3 separate regions of the Sus scrofa genome follow, and regions 2 and 3 are each linked to region 1. A link is a contact called in public Hi-C data. All regions are on one chromosome and are shown on one strand. The core of a region is the stretch at or near the end of the contact, and the rest is flanking DNA. Distances in the headings are between cores, read along the strand shown.

Region 1 (2,552 bases), core at 27-2,526:
TTGCTTGGCTGTGGTATAGGCTGGTAGCTACAGCTTCGATTCAACCCTTAGCCTGGGAACTTTCATATGCCATGGTTGTAGGCCTAAAAAGAAAAAAAAAAAAAAAAGTAACATTTTGAGCTTGAAAACTATTTTGCCAATGATTTTGCTCTTCATAAGCATGTCCCAGAATAATAGTTAAAAGCTGAAATACATCCCATTCTTTAGATGCTTGCTTTGTCGTATTTTAAAAGAAAGATCCCTGGAGTTCCTTGGCGGCTCAGCAGATTAAGGATCCAGCAATGTTACTGTTGTGGCGTGGGTTTGATCTCTGTCCCGAGAACTTCCACATTCCATGGGCACAGCCAAAAAAAAAGGAAAAAAAAAAAAAAAAAAAGAAGAAATAGATCTATTTTGTAGTCCTCAAATGTATCCACACAACCCACTTTCACTGGCCCAATAGCTTTAGTTTATAAGCATCTGGGTGGAGGCTCAAAAGCTGAACCAAAAAGGCCAGAAAATGTCTGTTGAACACAAGGCACATAAACACGAATGTAACTACTTTTTGGCCCTACCCAAACTCCTAAGTTGCCTTTTTCTGACTCCTCTAGCACAGCAAATGCAAGCCCACAAAGCCCGGAGCCTTTCACAGGGTGCCACACAACCCTGCCTCTGTCCAAGCTCTGGGGAATACCACAAACCCCAAATAATACACACATATGCGGAGGCTTCTCCCAAAGAATTGCGGCAGCTGTGTGTTGTGGTGTGAGTGCCTTTATGACTCAGTGTCATGGCTGGGTTTGTTTACCATTTCCTTTCTTTTAAGGGTCTGGGTGGCTATGAAACATGGCCGTAACGACAGTATGCTGGCTTTGGGGCTTTGTTTTTAACCAATACGTAAGTCCTTTTAGAAAAGCTGCTCCCAAAAGGAAGGAAAAGGGGAAGCCCTGGGAGAGAATGTAAGATGTATAACCTGAGACTCTACCTCTCTGCCCTACAGGGGAAATCTTCCCAATAATAAAAGTGTGGTGGAGACTAAATTCTTCACATACGTAATCTTAGTTCCTTCCAAGAAGAGCAAGGCAGGCGGTAGGGGCTGATGGGGGGACCACAGGGGATGTTGAGCTTGGGGACTGAAGCTACTTCAGCACATCCACATCCATCCCAGCCTCTGAATGAAATCATAGGATGGAACCACAACCACGTGGCCTCGGGGAACAATAACTGCCAAGGTATGTCAGGCCAGCCAGCTGACTGTAAGCTGTGCTTGTAACGCTAATGGTTCCTTGTTTTCATGCTGAAATTATGCACCTCCTGGAACCTCTTCTCTCTTGGTCAGATGTGTGTGATGTGATTTACACTCTGGAATATGCCCAAGAGGCATGTGCTCACAAGTGTTCTGATCCAGGAATCAGGTTACGATTATGTACGAGATCCGTATGGCCTTCTGTGGTGAGCTGAATAATTTTTTTTCATTTTAATTTTGGACTTAGGTTAAAATGATTCATTTTCCTCAAGCCCGAAGACCAAACTGTCTGCATGAAGGGTAACTATGCTACAAGTTGTGCTCATCTCACTACTCCTTTTCCTTTTGGCCTGGGAAGGCTTGGCTTTGTGCTCCCAGGCAAGGCTACTGTATGAATAACAGAGAGGCAGGGAAACAAGCATTCTCCTCAGGTCCCCTCCCCAGGCAGTCATCTCCCTCAGTGAACATGAGTGGGATTCCAAGCTTCTTTAAGAGCTATGACAGGTTTTCATGGAGATAGCACGAATATATTTGGCAGAACTTTTTTTTTCTTTTCTTTTTAGGGCCATACCCATGGCAAATGGAGGTTTCCAGTCTAGGGGTTGAATGAGAGCTACAGCTGCTGGCCTACACCACAGCCACAGCCATGAGAGATCTGAGCCTTGTCTCCGACCTACACCACAGCTCATGGCAACACAGGATCCTTAACCCACTGAGTTAGGCCAGGGATTGAACCTGCGTCCTCATGGATACTAGTCGGATTCATTACCATTGAGCCGTGACCGGAACTCCTGGAGGAACTCTTTATAGAAATATTTTTTACTTCCTCATGAGTCTATGTGTATATTCACTGAAGCTTAAACCTCAGGCAAATGCAGGGAGTAAGGAATAAGCTTCATGTTCCTGGGAGTCAGAAAGCCTAATGAGCTTAGTTTCAGCCTTCCCTCAATCACAAACCTACCAGGTGACTTTGGTAACCTAGTTAAACTTTTAGGGTCTTGGTTTGAGAATCTTGGTTTGATAATCCCCTTAGTGGGATTAATAATGGTTGTGGATTTGGGGGTTCTTTTTTCTGTAGCATCTGTCTCAGAGTCTATGATATGCTAATGAGCATGCAGTGTACTCCAAGCTGGCAGAACCGTTGAGCATTTTTTCCCCAAAAAAAAAATCTCTTCTTGGACTCAATTACAAGTGTTCTATAGGATATATTTTTACAAGTTATAGACATGAACGTGTCCTTCCACATCAAAAGTTCTATGAATCTATACAGGCAATACGGAATGACACACGTTTAATGGAGATATAAAAAGAGGTCATGGTTGATCCT
Region 2 (2,552 bases), core at 27-2,526, 89 kb after region 1:
AGTAGAGAAATTTTTTAAAACTGTTTTGAAGAGTTGGCATGTCCAGAACAAGTAGGGTGAACCAAGGACTTTATGTGGTCTCCACACTCGCGAAAATAAAGATGGTGACGGGAGTTCCCATCGTAGCACAATAGAATCAAATCTGACTAGGAATCATGACATTGTGGGTTCAATCCCTGGCCTCCCTCAGTGGGTTAAGGTTCTGGCACTGGCGGGAGCTGTAGTGTAGGTCGCAGACACAGCTTGGATCTGATGTGGCTGTGGTATAGGCCGACAGCTGTAGCTCCAATTCGACCCCTAGCCTGGGAACCTCCTTATGCCACAAGCGTGGCCCTAAAACGCAAAAAATAATTAAATAAATAAATAAAGATGGTGAGGAGTATATCATTGTGTCAGTTAGGCAAATCTTATCTGAAATATTTTTTCCTTTCTCAATTATAAAATCCCCAACTAAATTATCTAAGTAATTTACTATCATTCTCAACTTTTCTTTTACACCATTGACATCTCCTTAGACGGAGAAATGGTTACATTTTAAAGAACACATTACAGCTCATGCCTTTAAAATTTCTACAATATTATTAACTTCTACTCTTCATGACCCTTCCGGATGAAAGAACACTGGTGGCATTAGAATGGCCTCCGGATGTCATCAGGTCCCATCCCCATCAAAAAGAAGAAATCCGGGACCTTAAACAGGACACTGTCTGTGTCCTTTCTTGAACTGTCTACTCTCTTTTCACAAATCATGATAATAAAACATTATTCTTTAAAGAAAAAAGAATACTTGAGTTAGACTTTATTAACTATAAGGTATGTTGTTTAAGGTAGTAACTTGTTTTAAGTTGTGTGTTTTCTTATTTTTCTCCCATCATCTTACTTGTGTTGTAAAAATCTGTATTCTTCTTTTCCCACTTAATACAGCAAATACGTCCCCTGGTATGACAGTGTAGTGGATATTCTATGAAGGAGACCTAAAAATTACACCTACCTCTTTTCAGAAGCCCCAAGGTTTTCATCAAGCTCATAGCTGTGTGTGTGTGTGTGTGTGTGTGTGTGTGTGTGTGTGTGTTTAGCCAGGCTCTGTGCCATGTGACCCTGCTACCTTAGCTTGATTCAGAACTAGGGCTGACATTGTACTCAATACACACACTCTCTATTCTAATAGGACATGCCAAATCTGTCAGATTTTCTGTCGCAGGTCAGAGAAGGTAAGAGTTGGTGGTTGATGGAATGTTGAGGAAGCCCAGAGAAAACCACAGAAAAGGCAATAAAGCAGGAACCATGAGGCAATATAACTTATGACACATAGTGGAGTAGAGAGAAATTGTGGCCCATTCAGATTAAGCTGAGTCACCCTGTTGTGTAAATCACTAACAAAGCCAATGGTCTGTTACTTTCAAAAGCTGATCAAAGAATTGAGTCATTAGAGATATATGAAATCTCGTAACCATAGTTAACATCTACATAACACTCGCTTAACGTCAGAAGTTGTTCTTTGTTCCCTATGTGTATCCTTCAGTCTAAGCTCTCCATCAGTCCTATGGTGTAGGTACTATTATCACCCTTATTTTTATTTTTATTTTATTTTATTTTATTTTGGCTTTTTACAGCTGCACCAACAGCATATGGAAGTTCCCAGGCTAGGGGTTGAATTGGAGCTATAGTTTCTGGCTTACACCACAGCCACAGTAACACCAGATCCGAGCCACATTTGAGAACTACACCACAGCTTACAGCAACACTGGATCCTTAACTCACTGATCAAGGTCGGGACCAAAGCTGGAACCTCATGGATACTATTTGGGTTTGTTAACTGCTGAGCCACAACAGGAATTCTATCATCCTTATTTTTAAAATGGGAGAACACTGGAGCAAAGCTATTAAGTGACTTGACAAAGATTCAAACTCAGGAGGGTTGGTTTTTATAATAAGAAATATATTTGGGTTGGTTTTCATAATAAGAAATATATCTGTTCTTCATCCCCTTTTCAGACACAGAGCTCCAAAAACTCATGGAATTTCCTAAGTGACAAGAGATATTCAAGGGTCTTGATATTCATAACAAACCTCTTTCAACAACAGCTGAGTTTATGTTAGTGAGGTAATTTGGGGACCGAACCTAATGATGGAGGCTGGTTGCCAGAGAAACAAACCATGTGATTAGAGAGTTGGAACTTTCAGTCCCACCTCACTGACCTCTGAGGAGGGGAGAGGGGATGGAGATTGAGCCCATGATGTAATCAATTGCCCCTATGTACTAAAGCCTCCATAAAACCCCAAAACCACTGGGTTCAAAGAGCTTCTGAGTCAATCCAAGAAGAAGACATAACAATTTTAAATATCTACACACCCAACATAGGTTCATCACAATATATAAGGCAACTGCTAACAACCTTAAAAGGACAAATTGACAATAACATGATAATAGTGGGGGAATTTAACACCCCACTTACAGCAATGGACAGATCATCCAGACAGAAAATCAACAAGGAAACACAAGCCCTGCATGAAGCATTAGACCAGATGGACTTAATAGATATTTATAGGAC
Region 3 (2,552 bases), core at 25-2,524, 80 kb before region 1:
TTAAAAATTAAAAAAAATAAAAGATACAGAGGCTGGAGGTCATCAGAATGTGGGTATAATTATCAGCAAGGAAGTACACATCTCCTACAGTCCGGGAGCTGGTCCTGCCTTTCTAGGCTTGGCTGTTCACCATGTAGAGTCCGTTTGACTGCCCAGCACCTTTCCAGTAAATCTCCCTTTTGAGATGAACTTTACCATTAATTTGTAACTTGTTCCTTGTAACTCCCAAAGCTGAAAGAAACACAGACCCTTCTCTGTGGTGGGAAGTGTGCTAGGTGCTAGAGTACTAAGGACAAACCTAACACAATATCCACTTTGACAATCTCACCAAGCATCAATGGTAAATGTGGTATTGCTCCCACTTTTCTGAATATTCCATAATTAATATATATGAGTCCCTGTCTTTTTTCCAACAAAGAATCCCCTTAGTGTTGAGCCTGGAAATTCTAGGAAGACATAAAACCATGCGGTTTTGTGTATTAAACATAGGACTTTCAGGCTATATTAATCTTCCAGTTAAATGTTTCATTTAAGATACCATTTGATCCTAGTAAATTTTAAATATTAATTACAGAAATTCTGGAGAAAAAAATACTTTTTAGAGAAAAAAGTTTATTTTAGATAAAACATTTTGGAGAAAAAAAAATGTCATAGCCATAAGGTTCACAAATAATTAACAAGGAAGGCAGGAACGTATGTTACAAGTAAAACTAATATTAAGCAGGATTTCTTTTTCACACTTTGAAAAATACATTTTTCTGTAAACAAGCAAAATCTTAGCAGCTGGAAACCTGTTATGTGTTTAATTAAATGGCCCACACATGTGTTTATCATACACCACTAGGCTGCCTGTGACTGGGATCCCTGGGGTGTATGGTCAGTCTTTTGCTTCACTGAACTCCAGGCTAGAGGTCATGGGAAAGGGGGTTCTTGTTTGAGTTTTCTCCCTTGCAGTTCCACAGTTCCTCCACCAACTACTGGCATATAAACAAACCCATGTTCAAAAGGTTATGGACTCTGCTGACCTAACCCACCCTGAAGTGCCAGACCCGGCCACACGCCCTCTGCACTAGACTAGCTTGTCCAGCTCATCCAGGCAGCCCCTCTCCCCCAGGCCAGGTTCATCTGATGGATTTGCCTTTTGCTCTCTTCCTCCCCTGGGGAGAGAGATTCTCAGCCGAGACTGGGGCCAAGGGGACCAGTGAGGCTGAGATGCTGATTCTCCCCCGGAGGAGCTGAAGTTCTCCAGATGGCAGCAAGCGCTCGTCATGCAAATTCTTGGCAGCAGGGAGCCTGTCAAGTGGCTACTGCTGCTTATTGTTACCGCCACTCCCCCACCCCCTGCACACAGACGCAGAAATACCATCTGTCTCCTGTGGGGCTCAGGGGGACTTGGAAAGTCCCGGAGTCGATGCCGCTTAGCAGTCCTGCGCTGTGCGTGCAGCCCCAAACAGGAGTTGCCTCAAGATGGCATTCAGTCTCGAGGATCCCTGAGCCAGGGAGCTCTACCCCGGCCGGCCGGCAATCTCCCTCCTTCCTGGCCGGGCCCCCGCCTGGCTGCATCAAGGCAGTTTGCTAGCGGATTTCTCATCCGATGTTGATGAAACAGAAATACCAAAATCGGTTCTATTTATCCCCTCCGATTCTGGGAAGAAGATAGAGTAAGTTAGCAACACGTCTGTATCCCTAAGTGAGAGAAGGAATAGCGGAAAGCACACCCCGGAAATGAAAAACCCAGGAAGTGTAAAGGATGCCTAGAACATCGAAATGATTTCTTGCTTGCTTTCCCTCCTCTCTCACAACATCCTAACTTCTGACTAACCAAGATCTCTCCCTAAATGTAAAAGTTTTATGTATAAATAAATGAATGCTGTCAATCAAAGATTCTAAGCTCTAGAAAAATCTCAAAATTTTGTCCATCATTTGCGTCCTGGAACCACTGCAGTCATTCAATAACTTTTCTAATTATCATTGTTGAAATTTTTTTGGTCATATATATAAATACAAATGAAAGCATAATAATAAAGTTCCACATCATTTCTGCATCCCTCATGTTGTCTTTTTCATCCCAGAAGTATGGGAGTGAGTTATTAATATGCCTAAATTCAGAGGAGACTATCGTCCTCTATCCGTGCAAAAGTCCTCTTTTACTATATTTTAAACCTTTAGTAATAATCCCCTATAGACATAGACTTCCACAAAGAACATGTACTCTCCACTTTCTAATCTACCTTCCATATATTTCCTTAGAAGAACATCCTTAAAAAAATTCGCTGTTTTGTACTTACGTACTTTTAAAAAATTATATATATTGAACTATAAATTGTATCATTCCTGACTTATTCACCAGTATTATGCTTTTAGATCTATCTCTATTGCTAATCTTCCTCACAAAGGATGTCAATTTCCCATAAAAAGCCCCATTCTGTCCTGACTAGGAAAATGACTAGTAAAGTGACTTTTCCTGGTGATAAGTTTGAGAACGGCTGGCATGCTCTGCTCTGTTCTGCCTGCCTCCTCAGCAGTCCTGGCTGCCTGCAGGGAGTCCAATT

The links. A called contact is a pair of places that touch in the nucleus more often than the background predicts.
Region 2: a Hi-C map of embryonic fibroblasts shows a contact between it and region 1, with 1.9 times the contacts expected there. The contact joins two enhancer-like sites. A contact is called at or near these places in 7 of 47 Hi-C or Micro-C datasets (alveolar macrophages, blood, embryonic fibroblasts and 2 more) and 1 of 2 datasets of contacts at active chromatin or transcription factors (alveolar macrophages).
Region 3: a contact with region 1 is called in a Hi-C map of embryonic fibroblasts, with 2.9 times the contacts expected there. The contact joins two enhancer-like sites. A contact is called at or near these places in 1 of 47 Hi-C or Micro-C datasets (embryonic fibroblasts) and 1 of 2 datasets of contacts at active chromatin or transcription factors (alveolar macrophages).

What each region holds. Positions count from the first base shown.
Region 1 is chr1:79,577,910-79,580,461 of Sscrofa11.1, forward strand. No RefSeq gene overlaps it. Among named protein-coding and RNA genes, the nearest start is that of MARCKS, 210 kb to the right of the region's middle. Within about 2 kb of position 1,277, at least 13 of the 83 cell types and tissues checked have an H3K27ac peak or open chromatin away from gene starts, as enhancers often do. A contact at or near this core is called in embryonic fibroblasts, where this site is marked.
Region 2 is chr1:79,666,700-79,669,251 of Sscrofa11.1, forward strand. No RefSeq gene overlaps it. Among named protein-coding and RNA genes, the nearest start is that of MARCKS, 120 kb to the right of the region's middle. Within about 2 kb of position 1,277, at least 10 of the 83 cell types and tissues checked have an H3K27ac peak or open chromatin away from gene starts, as enhancers often do. A contact at or near this core is called in embryonic fibroblasts, where this site is marked.
Region 3 is chr1:79,497,592-79,500,143 of Sscrofa11.1, forward strand. No RefSeq gene overlaps it. Among named protein-coding and RNA genes, the nearest start is that of MARCKS, 290 kb to the right of the region's middle. Within about 2 kb of position 1,275, at least 53 of the 83 cell types and tissues checked have an H3K27ac peak or open chromatin away from gene starts, as enhancers often do. A contact at or near this core is called in embryonic fibroblasts, where this site is marked.